2 separate regions of the Anser cygnoides genome follow, and region 2 is linked to region 1. A link is a contact called in public Hi-C data. All regions are on one chromosome and are shown on one strand. The core of a region is the stretch at or near the end of the contact, and the rest is flanking DNA. Distances in the headings are between cores, read along the strand shown.

Region 1 (5,766 bases), core at 1,442-3,941:
CGGGTAGGGGCACGCACCCTCTCCCTCAGTGAGTCTTGCCCAGCACCACGCGACGGCAGCGGCCGTACCGCACGTCGGGCACGGCAGCAGCGATCCACAGAGGTTCATTTCCCTGCCTCGCAACGTGATGTCATTGCTGCCTGTGTCCGGACCCAGACATTTTAAGGCTTAAGTATTTATTGCTGCTGCTGCGAAGCTGGTAATGGCCTCGGTTCCTCCAGCGTGCCGCAGTCCTGCTGGAAACCCAGCTGCTTTCGCTTCCTTCCCGTGCCTCTCTGTTGCGGTGAGAGGCGTTCTCATGCCATGGGCTCGCTAGCACCCGATCCTCAAAATCGGCTTGCAGCAGCTACCGTCCTTGGCACAGACAGCAAAGCTCGCAGGCTTCCTCTTCTGTTTGAAACTGGTCCCCAGAGGCTTAATTTGCAGACAGTAATGGGATTCCATCTTCCTGCGCTTGACAGAAGGTGCCTCTGCGAGCAGCCTTGGTTCACCTTTCAAGAAGCTGACCTCTTTTTCTTGAACAGCATCCCAGTTTTGGTATGTGGGCTGTGACAAATGTTTCAGGGAAGGATTACAGGGTTAATTAACACATTAATATTTAATCCCGCTTCCTTGCTTTCACATCCCAGGCCAGAATTTCTGCCCCCGGACCCAAATCTACACCAGCCATAAGTATCACTTTCGACTAGGACCCCGAAATTTCCGCGTTATTACTCTCACTCTTTTCCTCTGCGTGAAACCCCGGCCTCCTTCCTTCAGCCGTCCTCCCTACAGTCAAATTGTTTTGGAAGGGAGTTGTCTTCTCTTGGCGCCAGCCACGAGATCAGACCTCATTTCCCATTGGTAACGCGTCCTCCTCTGCTAGGCTCTCCTTTGCTGAGGAGGCACGACGTCTTCACGCCTGTTATCTTCACATTTCTTCTTCTCAGCTCCACAGAAGGGAGGGAGATGAGGAGAAGACACGACAGGAGCCCCAGGGGCATGGAAGAGCATGGGGACGGGCACGCTGTTTGTCAGGACAGGGTTTGTGGCCTTCGGCTGGCTTGACCCAACTCTGCTCCGGCACAGCAGCAGGAGGGTGGGAGGTGGGATCGCAGCGGAGGGAGACCCACCCGTTATGGCTTTAACACTGGTACCAGCAGTAGGGCAAGCGTGTTGGCACAGGTTTTTCCATGGGATGGTTCCTTGGCATCTACGGCTTGTGCAACCAGCTTGAAGCCCGCCCCATCCCATTCCACTGCCCTCAATTGCTGAGCTAGGAAGGCCTGACACCCGCACACCGAAACATCTCTGGTGTTGTTGCCCCTCGCAGAGCCGTGTGTGCACAGGCATTGCTGCCACACGTCCTGCTGCTCTCCTGCCACCTCCTGCAGCCCGGCTGTGCCATCGGGTTCGCCACCCAACCAGCAGCGTGGCTCCCTCCAGCAAACCAGGCTGCTGGTTACGGAGCTAAACGCTGAGGAGTGGGTGAGATCAAGCACAAACACACAGCTGGAGGGATGTTCGGGTGCTCCAGCAGCTGCCTGTAGCAGCACTCGACCACCAGCAGCTGCTCCCTGGCCAGCCCCATGAGGTTTGGGGTGCTTGTTCTGGAGCACTTATTGTAGAATCACAGAATCAGTAGGGTTGGAAAAGCCCTCCAAGACCATCTGGTCCAACCATCCCCCCTACCACCAATGTCACCCACTAAACCATGTCCCCAAGCACCACGTCCAGCCTTTCCTTGAACACCCCCAGGGACGGTGACTCCACCACCTCCCTGGGCAACCCGTCCCAGTGCCTGACTGCTCTTTCTGAGGAGAAATGTCTCCTTGTTTCCAACCTGAACCTCCCCTGGCACAACTTGAGGCCATTCCCTCTGGTCCTATCACTGGTTACCTGCGAGAAGAGGCCGACCCCCAGCTCCCCACACCTTCCTTTCAGGCGGCTGCAGAGAGCAATGAGGTCTCCCCTGAGCCTCCTTTATTTTTATTATTTATTTTTTTTATTTTTTATTTTTCCCCCATTTTTGAGGTTTAATTTCTTGCTCTTACAAACTCAAAGCATAGCAGCACATAAAAGCACGGGGCCCCGGGCAACCACATCTAGTCGGTGGCATCCACCCTTGCCTGCGTTGGGACAGGATGATCTTCAAGGTCCCTTCCAACCTGAGTTTTCCTACGGTAAGTTTTACAGTTAGAAAGCCCTTTGTCCCGGGGGCTTATCCTACCAGCCATGAGACCCAGCTCGGCGGGTGGCAGGGGGCACAGCCGCCCAGACCATCTCAGAAACAGCAGCCAGGCGTTGGGACGGGTGGTTCCAGCGTGGGGGGGGGGGGCGTTGGCGGAGTCACCTCCCCCGGGGTGAAGGCGCTCGGGGACACGACCCAGCGGTGACAGCAGCGGACACCCCACAGGTCGCCCCCCTACGGGGACACCCCCGGGGGCTCGGCGCGCCCCGGCGCCGCCGCAGCGCCCCCCCCCCCCCGCCCCCCGCCCGGCGGCTTTATGAATGGGCGCAGCGGAAGCCCCGCCCCCCGGACGTGACGCCCAGCCAATGGGGGCGCGGGGCTGCGTGGCTGGGTGAGGTCAGCGCGGCGGGGCCGGGGCCGGGGCCGGGCCGGGGGCGGCGGCGGCGGCAGCGGGAGGGGGGGGGGGGCGGCGGCGGCGGAGCCGGGCGGGGGGCGGGGGGGGGGGACGCGCGCGGAGGGACGAGGAGGAGGAGAAAGAGCAGGAGGAGGAGCAGGGGGCTGCCGCCGGTCCCCGCCGCCGTTCCGCGGAGGGCAGCTCGGGGCGATGCAGGGCTTCGTCAGGCTGTGAGCGCCCCGCCGCCGGCAGCGGGAGCAGCAGCAGCAGCAGGAGGAGGAGGAGGAGGAGGAGGAGGAGGAAGGGGAGGGAGCGTGGCGGAGCGCAGCGCCGCGAAGGCGGGAGCGGGGCTGCCCCGGTGCCCGCCCCGCGCGGGGGGCCGGCCCCTGAGTGCATGCGGGGCGCCCCGCCGGGCCGCCGCCGGCCCGCTGCCGCCCGCCGCTGAGAGCCCGGCGGCGAGGAGGTCCGGGCGGGCGGTCGCCCACATGCGCGGCCCCAGCCCGCGGCTTGGGGAACGGCGCCGAGCGGAGGAGGCGGGCGAGGGGAGCTGGAAGCGGCCGGCAGCGGCGGCGGCGGCGGCGAGGAGGAGAAGATGGCGGAGCGGCGGAGGAGCTGAGAGCGGCGCCCGGAGAAGTGGGGCCGCCCCCGCAGCCTTCCTCCGCAGCCCCCCGGACCCCCCGGCGGCCACATGCAGGCCAAAAAACGCTACTTGACGCTGCTCTCCGCCGCCACCTGTCTCGCCCTGCTGCTCTACCTCGGAGGCGTGCAGCTGCGGGCAGCCCGCGCCCCGCCGCCCGGCGGCCGGCATGGGGCTCCCCCGCGGCCCGGCAGCGAGCGGCCCTGGCCCCGCTTCCCCGACGCCCTCCGGCCCTTCGCGGACCCGGAGGGGGCCGGGGGGGGCGACGCCGGGGGGGGCGGCGGCGGCGGCGGCGGCCGGGTCTCGCCCCGGCAGCGGCGGGACGGCAGCGCCGGGCTGTACCGCGGGCGGCGGTGCCGCATGGAGTCCTGCTTCGACTTCGCCCTTTGCCAGAAAAACGGCTTCAAGGTCTACGTGTACCCGCAGCAGAAGGGGGAGAAGATCGCCGAGAGCTACCAGAACGTGCTGGCGGCCATCGAGGGCTCCCGCTTCTACACCTCCGACCCCAGCCAGGCGTGTCTCTTCGTCCTCAGCCTGGACACGCTGGACCGGGACCAGCTCTCCCCGCAGTACGTGCACAACCTCCGCTCCAAAGTGCAGAGCCTCCACTTGTGGAACAATGGTAGAAATCACTTGATTTTTAATTTATATTCCGGCACCTGGCCCGACTACACCGAGGACGTGGGCTTCGACATCGGCCAGGCCATGCTGGCCAAAGCCAGCATCAGTACTGAAAACTTCAGACCCAATTTTGATGTTTCTATTCCGCTCTTTTCTAAGGATCATCCTAGGACAGGAGGGGAGAAGGGATTTTTGAGGTTTAACACCATCCCTCCTCTCAGGAAGTACATGTTGGTATTCAAGGGGAAAAGGTACCTGACAGGGATAGGGTCAGACACCAGGAATGCCTTATATCACGTCCATAACGGGGAGGATGTTGTCCTCTTGACCACCTGCAAGCATGGCAAAGACTGGCAAAAGCACAAGGATTCGCGTTGCGATAGAGACAACACCGAATACGAGAAGTAAGTGAGCGCTGCCCCCGCCTCGCGCGCGCGGCTCCGGGGCCACGGCGCCCGAGGGCGAGCTCTCGAGCGCCGGTGGCTGCCCTCGGGACAGAGGAGAGTCTCCGTGTACCCCTCTGGCTGGCCCTGGGCGATGCCTCGGGTCGGGGAGCGGGGAGGGAGGTGGTGGAAGGGGCCACGGGGGACGCGGCTGCGGCTCGCGTCGCCTGGGGACCGGCGGAGCGCTGGTGCCCTCGGCTCGGCGAGTGAGGATGCTGCTGGAGGATGCTCGGGCACCTGGTGCTACCCTGCCTCCCCGTCCGGCCTCTCCGGGTAGATGCCCTGCCCGAGACAAAGTTTGGGGAGGGCTGGAGTTGGCGAGAGCGGCGGTTGGGATGGTGTCCGAAAGCGCTGCCTGCCGTCCAGGTGGTTTCCCCGGGTGGTTTACCCGAGGTAGCAACTTGCCTCGCGGGCCGGTTTCCCCTTGGCTCGAGCTGATACAACATCAGAGGAGCGAGGAGGAGAAAGAGAAGCTCTCCGTGTGAATGCCCCGTGCTCGAGTTCCTGATTTTTGTGTGTGAGGGAACGCGTCCGTGGTGTGAGCGCAGCTCGCATTTTCCCTTAACGCTCCCGCTCTCGGCTTTCCCCGATACTTGTTTTTATTTGCTGGCGCCGTCAGGTTGCTGTGGCGTTACCTTTCCAGTACGCTTTTCAGGTTCGTACAAAGAGCTGCCGGGAAAATCGCTTCCTGGGAATTGCCTCCAGAACCGCGGTGCTGATCAAGCTGTTTGCAGCCCGTTTAAATGCTGACCACCGCTACATTTCCTGCGGAGTGGATGTACGCGAAGTTTTTAGCATGGGAATGTGTTCCGCGTTGCGGGAGCCAGGCGCTGAATTAAAACAGAGCAGCCTCGCACCGCGGAGCTGCCGAGGGCTAGAGGAAGGGGTTTGCAATGCATAGTGAGCGTGGGTGGGAAAATACTCCTGGGGAGGAGCGGTGGAGAACCTACAGTGCCATTAACGCTGATCAAAATTTGCAGTTGGCTGCCTGCTTCTCCACCGAAAGTAGCCATGGGGCTGTGAGAGGGATCGGCCGGGTCAGCACCAAAGCACGAGGAGGGCTGTGTGTTCTTGGGTGAACTCTGTTCGCCTTCCCGTTCTTGTAAATTCCCCCTAAGGGGGGAGAAGACAGCGGTGCAAATACTTCCTACACTTTTAATGCCATTCGCTTTTGGGAAACTGACGATGGAGTGATGAAATGGTGCGGAAAAAATCCAGCAGAGGTACCAGATGATGAGAAATCCAGCGGAGCTGCTAAGCTGGACTCACGCTCTTGGTGACCCAGGAGCTCTTTTGGCCGCCCTGTAGGGCACGGTTATAGGGACGCGGGCTGTGGCAGAGAAGAAGGCAGACCTGGCAGCTGTGCCTCTCAGGTCATGCTGTTGTCTGGCAGAGCTTGGAGTAATTTGAGCTAGTTTACAGATATGAAGAGTCTTGATCGTTTGTTCTGTTCTGCAGAGTGCGTGTTGTCAAGTTGTCATAAAGCAAACACCAGCCGGTT
Region 2 (5,766 bases), core at 1,188-3,687, 66 kb before region 1:
AAATTTGAACAATTTAGATGCAACTAATGGGACAGGAAAAAAAGAAAGAAAGAAAGAAAGAAAAAAGCCAGACTGTGATACCATGCTCCTTGCAATTATTTCTTAATGCTCAATAAACACATTGGTGAGAAAATTGTAATTTGCAATTATTGGACAGTGCTAGAAAGAGCAGCGTGATAGCCAGTCCCAGGCAGGCCCTTGATGAATAGAAAGTTATTTATAGCGTTATGCAATGTTGCATTCTGCCAGCGTATAAAAGGAGTGAATTTCAGCGGTGATGGAGGTTCGGTACAAGATCATCATGCCAACCTGTTCCGGATTGTTTTTTGGGAGATGGAGAAAGGAGAAGGGAGGGATGGCAGTGTCTATCACAAAGAAGAAAGGCAATGAAACGCTACCCTCTTTTAATTAAAGGCTCCCACAAAGTAATTTCCCCCTTTAGCTTGTGATAATACGCTTTTGGCAGGAAGAGTAATGCGAACAAAACACTCTTCCTTATAAGCAAAATCAAGGAGGGCAGGCAAATTGTATTCAGCAGCAATTTATTGAAGGATTTGTCATTTGTTTTTGAACAGCCCTTTGAGTCGGGCAGTAGGAGCAGGGTGTTGTGCTTGTGTGTTTTGAATGGCAGTAGCAGTGGGGTTTGAGAACCTTTTAGAGGAGTCTGGGGATAGTCTCCCATGGGAAATTATGGAAAATACCTGTCAGTCTTAATGGAAACTCATCATTCCAAAAAGAAACTAATGTGCTCTTTGGAAGTATATTTTATCAGCGTTAAGTCCTCTTTGCGGTAACGTAAAATAGGGTGAATATGACAGGGGTAGTGAAATCTCATAAAAGTCTCCCCAGCTCGGGGAGTTTTAAGAGCTATGCAGAGTTCCCTCTGGATATCTGAGCAGCCTGTAAATAAGTACAAAGGTTGTCACTTTTTCCCTATTTTGATCATTTCTGATACATTTCTTCCACGTTATCTGGCCAATTGTGAATCCTCTGGACTTTGCAGATGGTGCCACCATGAATTATTTCCATTTTCTTGCCTAACAGCGCTTTCCTTATGAAAGGACCTTTTAAAGACACGTGGCCTGAAGAGTTGGGGCCCTTTTGTTTTGTGATGTTCGGATATCATTGTAGTCTGTATCCTTCAAGGTACTGGAGAAGTGCACTGCTCCTCTACATGCATTTACACGCCCAAAGAGGGAAAATCACAGTTAGATCGACACCAAAAGTGTAATCCTGAATTAGCTTATTTCATTTTCATTTAAAAAAGACATGAGACGGGAGAAAGTATACAGCGGATGTAGTGTAATTCGTACATTGTGCATCTCATTGTAGGGCCTTCGGCATAATGTGCCACGCGGAGCGTTTTTTTGTACCGGGGAAATGCAGCATCCTGTTGAGGAGATAGGCTGCTCAGCTGAATGACCCTGAAGTGGGTCTGCAATTAGTGAGCAATAGCCAGGAGAAGTCATGCTGCAGCTGACACACAAAGCAGTGCTTTCCAGCCAAAAGAGACACATGCACGGCGCTAGGGAACAGCTGATGGCAAGGCTTTCTGAAAGAACAAGCTGTAACACAGCAAAACTTAATCAGTGCTGTCCTCCCTCTTTCCTGTTCTGTATGTCTTCATTTCTTCCTCGTACATCTGCTGCTTCTATTAAAGACGTTATTTTAGACATTAATGTCTAAAACAGGGATCCTACCGAGGCGCCTTGCGGTGCGATGGGTTTAGGTAAAGGCACTGAGCTTTAGGAAATTGCCGGGGGTTAGAGACACAATAGTTGTTGTTACTGCAAGTCCGTTAAAACTAGAGGGAAAGGGAAATGCGAAGATGTGAAGTGTAAGTGCCATGCTGTGACCAGCTTTTAGTACCATAGGGGTAAGAGTAGGGTTAGGTCCAATATGAAAGACTACCTTGGAATAATTGGCAGCAGCCCTTCCTTTGATTGATTTCTGCTCCCTTTGCTTGAATAATCTCACCATAAAAATGTGTAATAAAATAAAAAAAACACAGGCTATCAGCGCAGCGATTCCAAAAGCAGGTGACTCACTGCCATCCTGTTTGTCCTCGGCTCAGCAGAGAAGCAGCACGCACTCAGACATGAGAAGCAGAGGGAAGGGAGGCTGGCTCCGACGGCAACTGTAATAAACGACCTAATCTTTCTGAGCCGCACTTCTAACAAATAATTAAGCAGTGGATGCGTCCTACAATAATACCAGCTGGGCTTTTCTCTAAGGCTCTAGACAGATTTTCGGTGCAGAATTAGCTCAAGTGATTCTTCTCTAACTAGCATAGCTCAAGTGAGAGCGGCCACAGTGCAAATGAAGCCTGAGGTGGCTGTATCCATATCATAACTTCTGGGGTCACCCAAAAGCATCCTTTAGTGCTGCTGGAAACACTCAGAAATCCCTGGTGGAAGGGACACGGCACTGCCTGGTTATTTGTATGTGTCACAAGGTGATAGTAGGGATCCCGACTCTATTTTTTGGGATTGCTGTAGTTCTCACCATGCCTTGGTGCTAAATTGCTCTGTATGTGGACTCAGTGATATGCAGATTTCCATCTCACAAGCAATAAGCAGCAAGAGATTTAAGCAAACAGATGTTTACTGAGTGGGAAATGGAAACGAAATGAAACAGCAACGCAGGAAAAACAAATAAGGAAGCCAAGATTCAGCTGTGCTGGCAACAGAGCCGGACCTCTGCCCTGCCCAGGGGGTAGCCAGGGACTGCCCTTCGTGTTTCCAGATCACAATTCCTGACCGAACCGGGAAGCATCTGGTAGTGGCAGAGGTTGACCTCCTTTGCAGGGGTTGTCCTCTGCCCCCCAAGATACGTGCAGTCTGGTGGTAAGGCAACCGCGTGTTTGGAGTAAACAGACCCTCGAGAACCTCTTCAAGCAACCACTGCGCCTGCTGTCGCTGCTGCCTGGTGATCCCTGTGTGAATCATTAACACAGGTCCGCGGTACTTTGTGACTTGTTTTTATTTTCCTTGGATCTCCTTTCCCTCTCGTGTGGCCAGGAAAGGCAAACACTGTCCCCGTAGTAGAACCGTTTTCCCATTTCTTGCCCATAGCTCTTTCACCCTACTACTGCAACTGCAATCCTGGCCTAGCACCATCAAATTCATAGTCATCTGACCATCTGAAGCTGTTTTCTGGTTCCAAGTCATTATTGTCACATTCATTAACTGGCATCTCTCAATTTTTCCACTTTTAAGGATGAGTGGCTTGCATATAATTCTGTGAAAGCTGATTCTGTTCTACCTTCTATTCATAATTCAAGTTTTCCTGAGTCTGCTTCTCTTCATAATTCCACTGGTACCTCTGATACTATGGCCATTGACCAGAAAGTCCAAAGCAGCAATATACAGGGTATCTCCTCCATCTGAAACTCATCTTGCAAATTCCAAAAGTCCTTCTAATCGCAGATCGTTTTTTTTTTTTAGTTTAATGAGCCTCATTATACTTTATTTGTTCAGCTTTTTGTGAGCAGCCATATGGCATCAGTGGAAACCTGGTGAAAATGTATTTATTATCTCACGAAATGTATAGAAGGATGTCAAACGTAATTAAAAGCGTTCTCTTTGAGATGTATTCTTACCAGTTAGTCACTTGGAGCTTCTAGACAAGTCTTATCAGCTGGCTGGCAGAGGATATCTTAAAGATAGGTGTCATGGGTCAGGAGGAGATACAAAGCGAGTTTATCAGTAGTGCTATTTCAGGTATCACAAGCTACTTCTGAGTTCTTGAAATTCTTGAGTGAAACATTTTATTCTTATCTCTTTGGAAAATCTCTCTTGCCACAAAGTAGAAAACCAGACACAATGGAGAAGTGCTTAATTCCTCTGTTCTGGAAGCGTGCAGTCAGGAAATAGTACAACCTGGATTCTTCCCACCAAACTTGCATTGGTTGCCTGAAGCTGGGAGACCAGAAGCCCCTTTCAAGCCACCAGTTCAGATAAGCATCCAGAGGGCAGTTCAAATTGGAGGCTGTATTTATACTTCGAATATGAAGTAGTTAGATTCTAAGCTTATGAAGGCTTTTAAATGCTTTTGATTAGGTGGGATGGAGCCAGACTATAAGGCCTGACAGAATTTGTTTGGACAAGAATTTGGCTTTCAGGGAGTGAGGAATTACTTGGAGAAGCCAGGCAGAGGATTTTTTTTTTTTTCAGAAGAATTCCTTGCTGCACACATCTCACTTCATAAAAACGTTTGATCGGGGCTGCTCCTTTGTCTAAGACTTAGGTCAAACACTAGTGGTTGAACACTCTTCCTAAAAATCAGGTACATCTCTCATCCTCCTCTCATTAAGTGAGGAAATTTGTGGATTTATTTTTCATTCCATTTGCTCTGAATTTTATGCAAATTCATCTGCAAGGCCAGGCTTGTGCTGAAGCCGGTCTAGTCAGCAGCTGCTTTGAAGTGCTCTGCACCAAGCAGATGTCTATAGAGGCAGCACAACTTTCCACCTAACGTGGTAATGGGATTGTTTAGTAGGCAGGCTGGAGTTTTCAGATGTTTCTGTAGCCGTTTCAGGCCATCGAAGTGGAGGCTGCTGCAGCTTCTCCTCCCCACCTTGTTGTAAACTCCTAACTCCTCTCTAGGCACTCAGGCAGTGGTGTGGAGAACTGACTGACTGAGTTGGTCTAGCCAGAAACAATGACTAACGACTACCAAAACTTTAGGATTTTTGTGCACTCAGACGTTCATTGTTCACATTAGCGTGTTTTGCATCATGAAAATGTGTTCTCCCCTTCTGCTTGCACACTCATGTCCCATTTGGGAGGACAGAACCGGAGCGTATTACTAAGGCCTGACTTTGTGGGCCCTGTTGCCACCTCCCTCTGAGCGATGTTACTGCAGAAAGGAGAAGGGCCTGCATTTTTGAAAGGTTACATCTTCTGTATCCGGGCTTTCAGGGTCAGGTGCAAAAATCCCCTTTCGTCAATGCCTGTTTCCAGTTCTACCTCCTGCACGTGCAGGGTGTGGGTGCTGGGACGGTGCATGCTGGACTGGGCCTCCTGGAAAAGCTGCACCAAATATTCCATGGTCTGAATTTTTGGGTAGACCTGTGTGGTGCCAGGAGTTGGACTTGATGATCCTTAAGGGTCCTTTCTAACTCAGGATATTCTATGATTCTATGATTTGCTGTGGGACTGACCTTGTTTTGGGGTCCATGCCCCAGCTCAGAGGTGGAACTGCTTACCCGTGCACACCGGGAGCACTCCCAGTGCAATTTGCCCCCCGAGGTGCTCCGTATCCCCAGGTGTTCGTGAGGCAGGCAGGGTAGATGAGCTGCAGCTCCTGTCCGTGGAGGATCAGGTCTAGGTCCTCCCTAGGACGAAGCCTGGGGCAGCTCGGTGGTTCCCTCCATCCACAGGTGCTGCATGAGGTGCTGGGGGGGGGGGAGAAGCAGAGGGAAGGGTTGTTCAGGCATTGCGGGGTCCCCACCTTCCTGTGGGGTTCCCACTGCTGGGTTAGAAGATGAATAGATAAAATGCCTTTCCTTGTATATTTACCAGTCCTTTGCTGGTGCTAAGAGCACAACGTAGGGGGGAGGCCCTGCTTTCCTGTACCCGTGTACCAGTGCCTTCAGCGACTGGAGCTCCGTTAGAGAGTGCCTTTCCTCCTTGGCAATGTTATTTAGCACAGGCTTCAATTAAACAAGCAAGCCGGGGAAAATAGGGGGTGGTTGCCTGGTAACCGACTGCCTTGAGATCCGGAAAGATAGAGCAGAGTGAAGGGTTAATTTTTTCAGGTGAA

What was found. A called contact is a pair of places that touch in the nucleus more often than the background predicts.
Region 2: a contact with region 1 is called in a Hi-C map of liver, with 2.5 times the contacts expected there. The contact joins the enhancer-like site here to the promoter of EXT1 in region 1. A contact is called at or near these places in 2 of 7 Hi-C or Micro-C datasets (both in liver).

What each region holds. Positions count from the first base shown.
Region 1 is chr2:149,299,628-149,305,393 of Taihu_goose_T2T_genome, reverse strand. It overlaps EXT1 (exostosin glycosyltransferase 1), which reads left to right and starts at 2,691. Exons shown (of 11, transcript XM_013184993.3): 1 at 2,691-4,226. The coding sequence starts at 3,253.
Region 2 is chr2:149,365,797-149,371,562 of Taihu_goose_T2T_genome, reverse strand. The region is part of intron 5 of SAMD12 (sterile alpha motif domain containing 12); the gene reads left to right. Among named protein-coding and RNA genes, the nearest start is that of EXT1, 66 kb to the right of the region's middle. Within about 2 kb of position 2,437, at least 2 of the 3 cell types and tissues checked have open chromatin away from gene starts, as enhancers often do. A contact at or near this core is called in liver, where this site is marked.